4 separate regions of the Sus scrofa genome follow, and regions 1, 3 and 4 are each linked to region 2. Evidence: chromatin contacts called from public targeted proximity ligation data. All regions are on one chromosome and are shown on one strand. The core of a region is the stretch at or near the end of the contact, and the rest is flanking DNA. Distances in the headings are between cores, read along the strand shown.

Region 1 (3,097 bases), core at 96-2,595, 230 kb after region 2:
TTTTGTAAAGTTAAAAAGAGGTGGAGTTCCCGTCGTGGCACAGCAGAAACAAATTTGACTAGGAACCATGAGGTTGCTGGTTCGATCCCTGGCCTTGCTCAGTGGATTAAGGATCTGGCCTTGCTGTGGCTGTGGTGTAGACCGGTAGCTACAGCTTGGGTTAGACTCCTAGCCTGGGAACCTCCATATGCCACAGGTGTGGCCCTTAAAAAAAAAAAAAAAAAAAAAAAAAAAAAAAAAGCAAAAAGAATCTTGGTGATGCCTTAATGTTATCTTTTGAACTTCGATGTCTCAATCTCTGTAACCTGAACTGTTCATGATAAACATTTGTTAGCTTTTTGAGATACCAACAAATGCAGACTGCAGCCTGCCAGTTTTTGTTCTTATCCTAAAGAAACCAAGGCTTTCTTCTACTATCATTGACGACTTCCGATTTGCCCTGGCTGAGGGCTTAGACCTACTATGATGCGCATCTTGCCTCCTAACTGGCTTCCCTTTCTTCAGTGGATGATCACTCCCACCCCCACCCCCGCCAAATGGTTTTCATTTCTATGATCCGGACCCATCGCCTTTTAAAACAATGGCTCACAGGGACGGTTGGTAAAGCAGATGGTCTGTCTGATTTTATAACATGAGAAATAACGCTTTTATAAAGTGGGAATCCATCAGTGACTGACTCAGAAAAAAATGGCTACACAAGGATGTTATAAGCTCCTAAAATACAAGTTGTTAGCTCTTCTCACAGTCCCCGAGTTCTACTTCCTAGCATCAGAACAGTTTGCAATAAAGAAACGGAGTCTGACCTTCATTAAGTGCCTTTTACCAAAGGTAAATGTATATTTAAAAGTGTCAAGAAAGAGAGAATCTTACAACAATCCAAGCTCTTGGTTTAGACTCTGCCTCTCCTGGAACGTTATCTGGCACAGAGCTGCAGCAGCGGGCACTTCCAAGACCTTCTGCTGCCTGATTACGTTAGCATGTCATCTAGAGTCCTGTGCCAGATCAGGCTCAGCTGCAGCCTGTCTTGGGATGCTCATTTTAGAGAATATTTACTGCATTTTGTAAACCTCTTCCCACCCAGCCTTAATCTTACCTGGAGCAGAGATCCTTCAGGGTGAGAAAAAAAAAAAGACAGCTACTTCAATGTGAAAGTTATAGTGTTTAACCTCTTCCTTTTCTTCTGAGCTGAGCTGCCCTGGTTTCTCGTTTCTCTCTCCCTGGCAGTTTAGGCTTTACTTTATTCCATTGGAGTCCTGGAAGCATGCAGATTTTTTTCAGAAACCTGATGATGGGAAATCAAACCCAGCAGGCAACAGCTGCAAAGAAATAGACACAAAATGAAACTGAAAGCAGAGTCCACGGCAATTACTCACAAAGGAGCCACCAGGAGCTACGTTAATGGGCATGTCTGGAGTCATTTCTCAACTGGGATCTTTAAACTGTACTATTGGAAGATATCTTTGAGACTGCTTGCAGTAAAAATGAAAGTCCACTGGATCAATTAAAATAAGCCTATTTATGTCATGAGTGGGGCCAGTCTGAAAAGCATGGGGACGAGGAACACTTACTTTTTTCTGGGTCCGATTGCCTAGCGTGTTGGAGTCATTCGCAGGGCAGCTGGTTACTTACTCGTTTTAGTAAGTGAGGAATGTGAGTTCTCGGGGGAGTGACCATGGCTCACACACGTGGGAATTCTCAGCACCTAAGCCCGGGACGGGCACTTAGTGCTTAAGAAATAATAAATCACAGTGAGGAGAGCTGCCACTTCTTGGCCCACTTGTTTCAGACTGAGTGACAAGTTCTTCACCTAGATTGTCCCCTCCTGGTCTTATTACAGGTGTGTCTGTCACAACATTGCAGAGTGATTTCACAACTTGTTAAAATCACAAGGTACTGAGTAAGGTTTGAACCCCAAAACTCTTCTTCCAGAACCCATGCTATCCACCACCTCACTTAATACCTCTATGTTTGCTGACTGAACAATAATAACAATGTTTCTCATTTATCAGTGGCTTTCTAGGCCAGAGTATACATATGTAGTTTAAGACTCATAATTATGGTTTCGGGTATGGGTAATTATTATCCCCATTGTTTAGTGAGGAAAAAAGAGTCAGAAGGTAAGAAACATGTCTTCCTAAGTGTTCTTTGTGTATTCTAGAAGATCATATAGGCCGCAAATGTTGAGTGAGGTATTCTGTGGATACCGATTAGAACACAATAAAAGGCCATGAAATTTCTTCTTTTTTTTTTAATTCTACCCCTAGCCTCTAAGTTTCCATATGGATATATACACAAATAAATATCAATATAACATAGGTCTGAATAAAACAAATCTTTTCCTAAAATGGAACCTGCTCTTTAGTTGAAAAGAGAGTTACACTAAAAGGGAGATTAGAATCAGCGGAATGAGAAGGGTGAGTGTGGGCTGAAGAAATTCTAATGCTAAAGCGATGGTGGAGGCCCATTTAAAATATTATCCTGACTTAGAGTTAAATACTGGCAGTATGTGCCAAGCAGGAGTAGGAAGGCTGGCCAGGGATCACTGAACACCGTTACAGGCAGAAACGATGACTTCGGAAATAAATGGTCCTGGGTCCAATTTTATGCATAAGGAAAAGCAAGGAAAGGACTACAACCACATGCCATTCACAAAAAGCAACACAAGGAGGATTGCAGAACTATATGTAAAAGGCGAAACCGTAAAGTCTCTTGAAAATAATATGGAAAAATACTGTGACATATTAGAGAGTGGGGAAAGTATTCTAGGAGACAAAATACGCTACCTATATAGAAAAGATGAACAAATATGACAATATTAAATTGATATATTGTCAAAATACACCATCATCAAGAAAAGAGGCAATGAAGACTATGAGAAGACGTATGTAATTATAAATGACCCTTTCACAGACTATATAGGTAATTTCTACAAAAACAGATACTCAATGGAAAAATGGACGTGATGCCCACGCACTTCATACATTAAGAAGATGCCCAAGTGATGACAAACGTTAGAACAGGGCCTAATATCATGAGTGACGAGAGAAAGACGACGTCACATCATGAAGACACTGCAGTGCACACCCACCACAGCGGC
Region 2 (3,539 bases), core at 721-3,220:
GGAAGGTCCTCAGAAAACTAAATAAAGAGCTACCATGCGATCCAGCAGTCCCACTCCCGGGCGTATATTCAATCCAAAGGCTTGGACTCAAGGAAGAAAGCAAGGCATTACACGAACGCATGAAGCTGCGCCCTGTGGGGAGTGGACACCTCCTTTGGAGGAGGGCAAGCCTCTCACTCCTGGATTCAGCAGGTGGGATCAGAATGGGCCCTCTCAGGTGTCCAGGTTGGCCTTCATTCTGGGCATCAGGGGCCCCTGATGAGTTATCGTTAGGAATGTGGTCTCTTCTAAAAACTATGGACTGAATTACACACTATGGTTTGGTAGCTCCCCTGCCCCCGCTACTTTAGGGCTGCACCTGCAGCATATGGAGGTTCCCAGGCTAGGGGTCGAATTAGAGCTGCAGCTGCCAGCCTACACTACACCCACAGCAACGCTGGATCTGAGCCGCATCTGCGACCTACACCACAGCTCACGGCAACGCCGGAACCTTGACCCTCCAAGGGACACTTGGTCACATCCTCCCAGCACCCCTCCAAGGGACACTTGTGAAGTGCACTCGAGGAGTTCTTCAGAACATGCATGCTGGGACGTGTAACGGTAACCAGCTCAATAATTCGAATTTTGACTTTTCCACTTTCTCTCTCCTACTCTCCCTTTCCCCCTTCTCCCTTCCTCTGGCTTCCTGCCGTCACTTCTCAGATAACTATGTGCATCCAAGTCTCTTTTTCTGGGAAGGAAAACCCAAGAGGAAACATTCTCTTCATCAGAGCTTATGACCTCACTACTTCTCTCTTCATCTCAATTAACCTTTTTTTTTTTTTCATCTTTTTGCCTTTTTCTAGGGCTGCACCCACAGCATATATGGAGGTTCCCAGGCTAGGGGTGTAATCGGAGCTGTAGCTGCCGGCCCACACTAGAGCCACAGCAACATAAGATCCGAGCCGCGTCTGCAACCTACACCACAGCTCACGGCAACGCCGGATCCTTAACCCACTGAGGGAGGCCAGGGATGGAACCCGCAACCTCATGGTTCCTAGTCGGATTTGTTAACCACTGAGCCACGACGGGAACTCCCATTACAATTAACCTTTAAAAACCTATATTATAGTCAATATTAGGAAACACATAAGAGGCAAAATTAGTATTGCATGATGTGAGATATGGGTGAGTTCAGTCAAGTACTTTTCACAGGAAAATTCCTCTCTTACCAGATAAATTATGATTTTTGAGTTACCACGTGGTGGCAGTGTCTGTTAGCCTTTGTGTCTTAGATTTGGCCTGTGCTTCTTCCCTGGGAAGCTGATGTTGGAGCCTAGAGAATTTGTCTTGCATGTTACAGTTTGGTAGAGTTTATAGATTCTGTATGCTATAGTAGAATTATGTAAATTGTAGTGTCTGTTTCTACCAGTTCTTCTCCACCTTTTCTTTTTTAATTGCTTTTTAGGTCCAACGAGAGGAGAAATTGTTGTATGAGAGACAGGAAAGAACTGTTGCAACTGCAGTCTTTTTTTTTTTTTTTTTTTTTTTTTTTTTTTTTCAGGGCCGCACCTGCTGCATATGGAGGTTCCAAGGCCTGGGGTCCAATCAGAGCCACATCTGTGACCTACACCACAGCCCACAGCAACAATGAATCCTTAGCCCACTGGGTGAGGCCAGGAATCAAACCTGCATCCTCATGGATGCTAGTTAGACTCGTTTCCGCTGAGCCACGACGGGACCTCCAGATTTAAAATTTTAAGAGCTCTTCATGAACAAGGGCATCCAGGGATCCACACTAAGAGAAAAATGCTTGAGATATGCTTGGCTTATACAATTTTGCTAACATTTGTGCCATGATTTTCTCCTTTCCTGTTTGCCAAGGGAACTTGTGCCACCCTAAGCAAACTTACACGTGGGGAGGCCCAAGGAAAGCTGGGGCGTGTGCTCAGAGGTGATGCTGAGCACTGGCCTTTCGCAGCCTCCTCTCACCCTGCGCCATCACCCCCGTTGGTGCTGTGCTCGGTGCTCCTGGCGTGACTCTGCGAAGGCAACAGCAGCACGGATCACTTTCATTTTCACTTTGAAGACAGCTCTTTACTGGGAGAGAGGACGAGCTTGTTCAGTCTTTTTTAGCCTTGACACTGGAGGGAGAGAGAGGTGGAAGGAACAAGTGAGACAGGCCACCGGAACCATTCTTGGACCCTTGGGGGTGGAGCAGGTATGTCCCTCTCTTTCGTGTGCAAACCAAGGTTGATTTCGGACTCAAAGTGACAACCGAGGAAGGACAGGAGTCCTGGTGTCTGGAGGGCAGGGGTCTGAGGCTGGCTTTAATCCAAGGGTGGGGTGGGGGTGGCGGTGGGGGAGGTTCAGCTTCTCTGGACCAGCAGGGGCGGCAAAATGAGGGTCAGGCACCGTGTGTCCTCCTGGCTGTCCTGCTCCTTGGCAGGGTCCTCATGGGAGTTGTCTGCCCTGCTTTCAAGCTCGGCGACTGGCAATAGAATTCAGAGAATAAGACAGTTCCTGCCAAGGAGGTTATAGGACTTATCATGTAAAGAGGTAGTTTCATTTTCATCTTTCTATTAGTCATACTTCCGAAAGCTTCACAGTGAGAGCTTTGTGAATATCTCTGTAGAGACAAATTTGGTCCCCACAGTGCTGAGCTTTATTAGTTAAAAATCACCATCTCTGGAGTTCCCTTGTGGAGCATGGGTTAAGGCTCTGGCGTTGTCACTGAAGTGGCTCGGGTTGCTCCTGCAGAGTGGGTTCGAACCCTGGCTGGGGAACTTCCACCTGTCCCGGGGGGGTGGGGGGCAGCCAGAAAAGATGACAGTCTCATCAAAACACTCTTTCTCTTCCTCTTTCTCTCTCCCCAGCTCCCCGCCCCCCGCCCCAGTTCTCTCTCTCCCCCTCCCTCTTGTATTTGCGGGTTGGTTTTCCATGGTTATATTCTGGTTATTTAGTCATTTTTCGCATTTAGAACATGTATAAGTCTGGATTTAACAATCCCTTTAGATGATTCTTCTGCAGATCAAATTTTGAAAACCAATCCTGAGCAGGACTGAAAAGCTGCATTTTGTGAATTTGAAGCTTAAAATTCTGTGGCTCATTCACAGCTAAGAAATCACGGAGCTGTTTTGCTTCTTTGGGGTGGAGTGTGTCTGTGTCTTTAGGAGCCAAGCGAGCAAAAGGGAAAGGACTCGCTCGGAGAAGAGTGCGCATGCTCGGAGCGAGGGGCACCCCCCAGGGCATGGTGACCCCCCCTTCCGTCTATTTCTAGTCCTGCGAGTGGTGGGCGGTTTTGATTCGGGGTTGAATGGTGGAGGGAGGACAGACCTGGCTGCAGTTGCTCCTCTTGCATCTTCCTGCAGCTTCCTCGTTGTCTCCTTAGAAGGGCTCCGGGGCTCGTGCTTTACCTCTGTGTATTCTGACGCCCCACGCGGAAGAACGAGCCGAAAGGAGCTGGGGCAGGGGCAGTGTTTGACTTGGCTGCTTTCTTTGTGGACCTTGTTTCTTAGTCCCTCGAGGTCTACAGTCTGTGTTGAAAAGCGTCCTGCGAC
Region 3 (3,132 bases), core at 292-2,791, 250 kb after region 2:
GGGTTAAGGATCTGGCATTGCTGTGGCTGTGATGTACGTGGGCGGCTACAGCTCTCATTTGACCCCTAGCCTGGGGATTTCCATTTGCTGCAGGTATGGCCCTAAAAAGCAAAAAAAAAAGCTGCATAAAACCACTAAGTTAGAAAGAATCTGGGTGTGTTCCAGCAGCTGAAAGACCCAGATAAATCATAGTTTTCAAAGGTCATTAAAGTCACTCTCTGAGAAACATTTTAAAAGATAACAACATCGGGAGTTCCCTTGGTGGCTCAGCAGGTTATAAACCCGACTAATATCCATGATTATGAGGGTTTGCTCCCTGGCCTCACTCAGCGGGCTGAAGGATCTGGCCTTACCATGAGCTGTGGTGTAGGTCGCAGGGCTCTGATCCCTTGTTGCTGTGGCTGTGGTGTAGGCCGGCAGCTACAGCTCCAATTCAACTCTTAGCCTGGGAACTTCCATATGCTGCAGGTGCAGCCTTAAAAAGGAAAAAAAAAAAAGAAATTTTTTTAAGATAAAAAGATAATGGTGAAGAGGGAGCAAACACAGAGTATTTAGTCCTATTTGTTAAATCTCAGACACTGACCTCCAGGTTAGAGAAACACCTGCGCACGCCGGGATCTGGAGAGAACCTTGTAACCATCTCCCTTTCTCCTCACTCCCCTCTTCCTCGTCCAGGGCGAGAAAAAGCAGTGAGCTTAAGGGTAAACAGAGAATCAAATCTGTATCCACCTCTGACGAGCTTGGTTGACAGGAACGGGCATCATCACCCACCCTCCTCATCATCACCCACCCTCCACTGTAAGATGGAGACAGTCCCTCTTCTTTTGCCTGGTTCCGGTCAGGACTGAATTGAACATTAACACAGGTAACTCTTAGAAAACAATCAAGACATAAAGCTGTGACTTCCCCTGCTCTTTGGCAGACACAGAAAGGCAGTACAGTGAAGTGGTTTGACAGAAGGGTGTGAGATCAAGGATGATTTGGTTCAGATTATTTACAGGGCTGCGATGTGGGACAAGAGGGTACATTTTCTGTGCCTTAGTTTCTACAAAACGATGGGGAAATGTTTGTTCTAAGTTATTGAACGCATGTAGAGCGGTCAGCACAGAGCCTGGAACCTGAGCACAGGACATGCAGCCCCTTCCTGCGTGTGGGAATTAAGTTCCAGGGACTGTGTGTTCATGAAAGCGCCAGATCTGTCCTCTTCTTCACTGACCCCACACATAAAGGAGGAGCCTGGTTCACTGTGAGGCCGTTTTTAAGGAAATTAAACTTAAAGATGAGGAGGCTTCCTCATTCTAAATAGTTTTTCAAACAGACCCCAATCCTGAGATATAGTCCATTATATTTAAACATCTAGTAGACATGTTTTAAAACAGCAAATGATCTCTAAGATCTCTTCCCCCCCCCCAAAAAAGAACGTGAAGATCATGCCAAATCCATTTACCTTCCTCCCAGGATGGCTTTTAGAAATTCCTTTTATGGTTGTTGAGTCATTGCTTTGTATTCATTGCTTTCAGTTTCATATTTATTCTAAGTCTATTACAGAGGTTGCTTTGCTTCTGACTCGGCTCTAGAGGGAATCAGTAAAGCTCCTCGACACTGGCTGTGTGGACTAACAGTCAAACCCTCCCGTGAAACAGAGAAGTTACAGAGAAGTCCACTCGTCTCACTGAGAAGAGGAAAGAACTCTCAATGAGGTAAGAACTCTCCTTTTCCTCAAAGCAGCTTTCTCTCCAGGGCTGCAGGAGCCCTGCTCTGGGAAATGGAGCCCCAGTTCAGGCTGGTGCAGGAGTGGGAAGGGATTTATAAGGGTCAATTCGTTTTCTAAAAACTGAGCAGCATCAAGACGGGCGGCAGCTGAGCCTGCTGTGAGCCCAGGGGTCAGATGAAAGCCTGCTGTTCCCAGCCGGCAGCCCATCCGCGGGCGTTTACTGTGCTTGTGTGCGAGGGGAGTAAATCAGAGCTGCAAGTGCCCTAGGACTGTCTTCCTCTTTGCTGATGCTCTGTCTGTGTTGACTGCACGGGTAATTAAATTACCATTGTCTTTGATGGAACCTGCACAAGAGTGATCTGACTGTAGCTAAAAAACTGAAACTGCTACAAATATGTTATGTTCACTAGAAGGAAAGAACAGAAAGCAGATACAGTGCAAACAGCTACCTGACACTGTTAAAGACAAAGGAAAACACTGAAACCCAGGAGCTCCTGTCCTGGCTCAGCAGTTAACCAACCCAACTGGGATCCATGAGGATGAGGGTTTGATCCCTGGCCTCACTCAGTGGGTCAAGGATCCAGTGTGGCTGTGAGCTGTGGTGTGGGTTGCAGGTATGGCTTGGATCCTACATGGCTGTGGCTGTGGCTGTAGCTCTGATTCGACCCCTAGCCTGGGAACTTTCACATGCTGCAGTGTGACCCTAAAAAGCAAAAAAAAAAAAAAAAAGACGAGACAAAACCTGAAACCCAGAGTGAAAGACGTAGATTCACAACCACACTGCTCTTTGGTCATACATTTGCCTTTTGTTTCAAAACGGGCATCTTCTTTAGAAATAGTGCAGATTCACGCGATCAGCCTCCTGGACCAGCTCACTGCTCACCCTTAGGAGCCGAGTTCAGCCCCACCACCTTCCTACCAGGCGCCCCTGTGAAGAACCTTCTGCGCTGCTGCACTGCAGGCACCACCTCTTCACGCTGCCCTCTCTGTGCTCTCAGGGGGCTTGAGCTTGTTTCCTCAACGCTTCCCCTCGACTCCTTGGTTTGGCAGCGGCTTCATTCATCACCGGCTCGTCTGGCGGCTCTCTCTTCTTCTCACCTCCCCTCCTCTTCCCTCCTCGCCCCCTCCCGATCCCTTTTCCTCCTCTTCCTGCTGCTTCTCTACAAAATGGGGAAAAGAACCAAATGGAAAACTCGAAAGTATCTGGCCAGAAATACGGATGTTTCCTTTCAACAACTTTCTTCTTCAACTCTCCTTATCTGCCTCCTGAGTTTTTAAACTGTCATTGTCTTCGTTCCCTGACACACGCATATACAGGCACCTGCATGGTTTTCAGCGACATGCAATCGTTGATATTGCGGAGTTTTCCGCCACTTAGTTGGAGGCAAACTGATTGGGAAGTTTAAGTTCAGGGCCCC
Region 4 (3,185 bases), core at 101-2,600, 240 kb before region 2:
TGCAGGTCAGTTGCTTCCATGTCCTGTGGCTTTTCCGTGACACCACATCGCCCCTCTCCAAACAGCCCTTTAAGTTACTTGTTCATTCTTCCTAGTTCGGTGTGGTTTAAGTGCTGAGACGGCAGGGCTGCAACAGAGCAGTTGGGAGGAGCTAATACTGTTACCCGCATTCATTCCACAGATGAGGAGACTGAGGCTTAGACTGTAAAAACTTTTCCTTAGGCACAGATCTACTAAAAAGAGAGAGAGTTCCCGTCGTGGTGCAGCAGAAACGAATCCAACTGGAACCATGAGGTTGTGGGTTTGATCCCTGCCTTGCTCAGTGGGTTAAGGATCTGGCGCTGCCGCGAGCTGTGGCGTAGGTCACAGACATGGCTCAGATCCCAAGCTGCTGTGGCTGTGGTGTAAGCCAGAGGCGGTAGCTCCAATTCGACCCCTAGCCTGGAGTCTCCATATGCCAAGGGTGCGGCCCTAGAAAGAAAAGAAAAAAAAAAAAAAAAAGATCTCTTAGTTATTCTTACACCAGAGCCTATCTGGCCCAGAAGCATTTGCTGTAACTTTCTTCCTAGCTGTAGAATATGCAAAGCCATTGAACTCAGCTCAGGAGTTCCATTGCCTGTGGCTCCTGCAATTGTGATGCTTAGCTTGCTAATCTGGTCTCCCTCTAGAGCTAGAACAGACCTCAGCATGATGCCGGCAGGACTCTAGGACCACAGAACAGACTTTTAAAAAAACGTCTCAGGCTTTCTTAGAGCAGCTTTAGGTTTTGCAGCAAAGCTGAGCAGAAAGTAGGAGTTCCCACAGCCCCAGCCTCCGCCCACGCGCAGCCTCCCCGCCGCTGACTCGGGTTAGTCTTTTTACTTCAAGGATAACTTCTTCCCGGTCCTTTCCTTTCTCAAGGATTAAACTGGGGCTGCGGATTCACACACTCTCGCTCACTGGATCCTGTGTCACTGCCCCGAGGCTGTCCCACCTGCCTGGGGCGTGCTGCTCCCTCCTGCAAGGTGGACCCAGAGCCTGCAAGAGGATGTGCTGGAATCACAGACGGACAGATGGCCAGGTCACTGAGTGCCTGCTGGGCGCTGAGCTGCTGCAGGTCTGGGGCCAGCCCTGCCTATTAGCCCTGTTAATTTAAGCAACCTACGCCTCCCAGCCTCCTGCATTTTTTTTTTTTTTCTAGGAATTTGTCAGCCCTGGATTTCCCCTTTTGCTTTTCAGCTTCTCTTTGTGAGTTGGCTCACTTGTCCTCCCGACTTGCCTGCAAACTCCTTATTCAACGCAGAGCCCTGAACAAGTGCTGCCGCCACCTGCTGAGTCACAGTTCCCGGGCCTCCCTCTGGCTCCGGGCTGAGAGGAAGAGCAGCAGCGGCCAGCCAGACACCCACACCCTGGGGCAGAGCCACACTGGAGAAGCCCTGGGGTGAAAATGTGTCACCGGCCCTGGGGGTGGGAGATGAGGGTGGGGGCGGTGACGTCATGCCTGATCTTTCTGCCAGTCTGAGGGAAGGTCGGGCTGCAGCTTGACTTTTGAGGGGAAAGGGGATGAAGTCATGGATGAGCTGAGAGTCAGGGGCCGAGGTCACATGAGGTTTGTCCACCTGGAGAAGAGTGGGGTCGTGTGCTCTTCCTGTTTGGGTCCAGGAGGGAGGGCCAGCGTGTCCTGCACCAGCGTTTGCCTTAGTGAGAGGCTGGGAGGCCGGGAGGCCCTGTGCCTCCCTGGAAGGCGGCTTCCTGCCCGCAGAGCAAAGGTGTCTGAGGGAGCAGCCGGCCCGGGCAGCGAGGGCTCGCCGAGCTCTGCGGTTCTGCTCAGGACGCTCAGGGCCCCGCTGTGACTTTCACAGGCCCCTTCCTCCATTTAAAAAAATAAAATAAGAATTTTATTTTATGGCAGAAAAGGTTCCCACGGTGGCGCAACGGGATGGGTGGCATCTCTGGGATGCAGGTTTGAGCCCTAGCTGGGCACCATGGGTTAAGGATCCAGCAGTGTTGCCAAAACTGCCCTTTGGGTTGAGACAGTGGCTCAGATCTGATCCCTGGCTCCGGAACTGTGTGTGCCTGGGGGCGGGGGGCGGGGGGAGGCAGCCAAAAAAGAAAAAAAGAAAGTATCTAACGACTGTGTTGGTATAAAGATGAACATAATCCAGATTGGAATCATTCGTATACAGGTGTTATTATCTCCCTTTTCTTCTGATTTCAAAAGAAAATTAAAACCTTTTTGTGGGTCTTTAAGAGGCTTCATGGGCCTCGCGGATACACTGGCCCTGAGGTCGGGGATGTTCACCTTCAGAAAGGAACTTGGGGCTGGAGCGAGCATGCGCAGGACACACCCGGCACCGCGCCCTCGCTCCGCCGGAGATGCCGTGCGGCCATCGGGCCAAGAGGCCGAACGGAACCGCAGCCTGTGTTCCCTACGGGACACGGAGCCAGCAGGGCGGCCCGTCAGCAGCAGGCCTGCTTACGGGGACTGACTTGAGGGGAAGCGCCCTGATGCTGGGTACGAAACTCTCCAAGAGGAAACGCTCGTCCTTTCCGCAGGCCAAGGCAGAGAGGGATGGGGGCCGGATTGGGAAACTGTGCTACGTGATCCGTCAGCGTGGAGGGAACAGCATAAAGCGGGAGGGATCACTGCATTACTCACATTCACTCACCCAACAAGTATTTTTTGAACACTGCCCATGTGCCAAGCATCGGGCCTTGGGAGATACTAGTTCTGGCTTTCGTGGAGCTTATGTAAGTATTACTCACTGAATCCTCCAAGGTATCTATATATGGTATATTTATAGCCACGGGTAAGTTAGGAAAAGGGGGAAGGAGGAAACCATTGGAATAGGTAATTGGTATTAAGTACTGTCACCCAGTACCTGCCAGCCTCCTCACCACCCGGTGAAGCATGAATGAAAGGCACAGCCTGCCTCTGTTGAGGGTACTGGTGGCACTCACTGTGGGTGCCCCACCTGGAGCGAGATGCCTCACCAAGACACACTCGACACCTGGGTGCAGTGCCAGTAGAACATGGAATTAAGAGTCTGCTGGGCAGGAAAGTTCTGCAAACAGAAGTCACGTTGCAAGGAGCAAACCTAGCTGGGGTGAAAACCCTGCAACATACAGGACAGGAGTCTCAGATCAGCCTTGTCTCCATCAGGCAGGCGCCAAGGATCAGGGCTCATGCAGTTCCAAGCAGGGAG

Evidence for each region.
Region 1: a contact with region 2 is called in a targeted proximity ligation map of skeletal muscle, with 5 times the contacts expected there. A contact is called at or near these places in 2 of 2 datasets of targeted methods (alveolar macrophages and skeletal muscle).
Region 3: a contact with region 2 is called in a targeted proximity ligation map of alveolar macrophages. A contact is called at or near these places in 2 of 5 promoter capture datasets (fetal skeletal muscle and liver) and 2 of 2 datasets of targeted methods (alveolar macrophages and skeletal muscle).
Region 4: a targeted proximity ligation map of alveolar macrophages shows a contact between it and region 2. A contact is called at or near these places in 2 of 5 promoter capture datasets (fetal skeletal muscle and liver), 7 of 47 Hi-C or Micro-C datasets (adipocytes, heart right ventricle, liver and 3 more) and 1 of 2 datasets of targeted methods (alveolar macrophages).

Annotation. Positions count from the first base shown.
Region 1 is chr4:127,407,384-127,410,480 of Sscrofa11.1, forward strand. GBP2 (guanylate binding protein 2, interferon-inducible) reads right to left here and starts at 1,346. Exons shown (of 12, transcript NM_001128474.1): 1 at 1,094-1,346.
Region 2 is chr4:127,175,367-127,178,905 of Sscrofa11.1, forward strand. It overlaps LOC100523310 (guanylate-binding protein 6), which reads left to right and starts at 1,971. Exons shown (of 11, transcript XM_005663706.3): 1 at 1,971-2,200.
Region 3 is chr4:127,424,863-127,427,994 of Sscrofa11.1, forward strand. GBP1 (guanylate binding protein 1, interferon-inducible) reads left to right here and starts at 1,542. Exons shown (of 11, transcript NM_001128473.1): 1 at 1,542-1,700.
Region 4 is chr4:126,937,866-126,941,050 of Sscrofa11.1, forward strand. LOC110260389 (a long non-coding RNA gene) reads right to left here. Exons shown (of 3, transcript XR_002343637.1): 3 at 1-127. Among named protein-coding and RNA genes, the nearest start is that of LRRC8D, 56 kb to the left of the region's middle.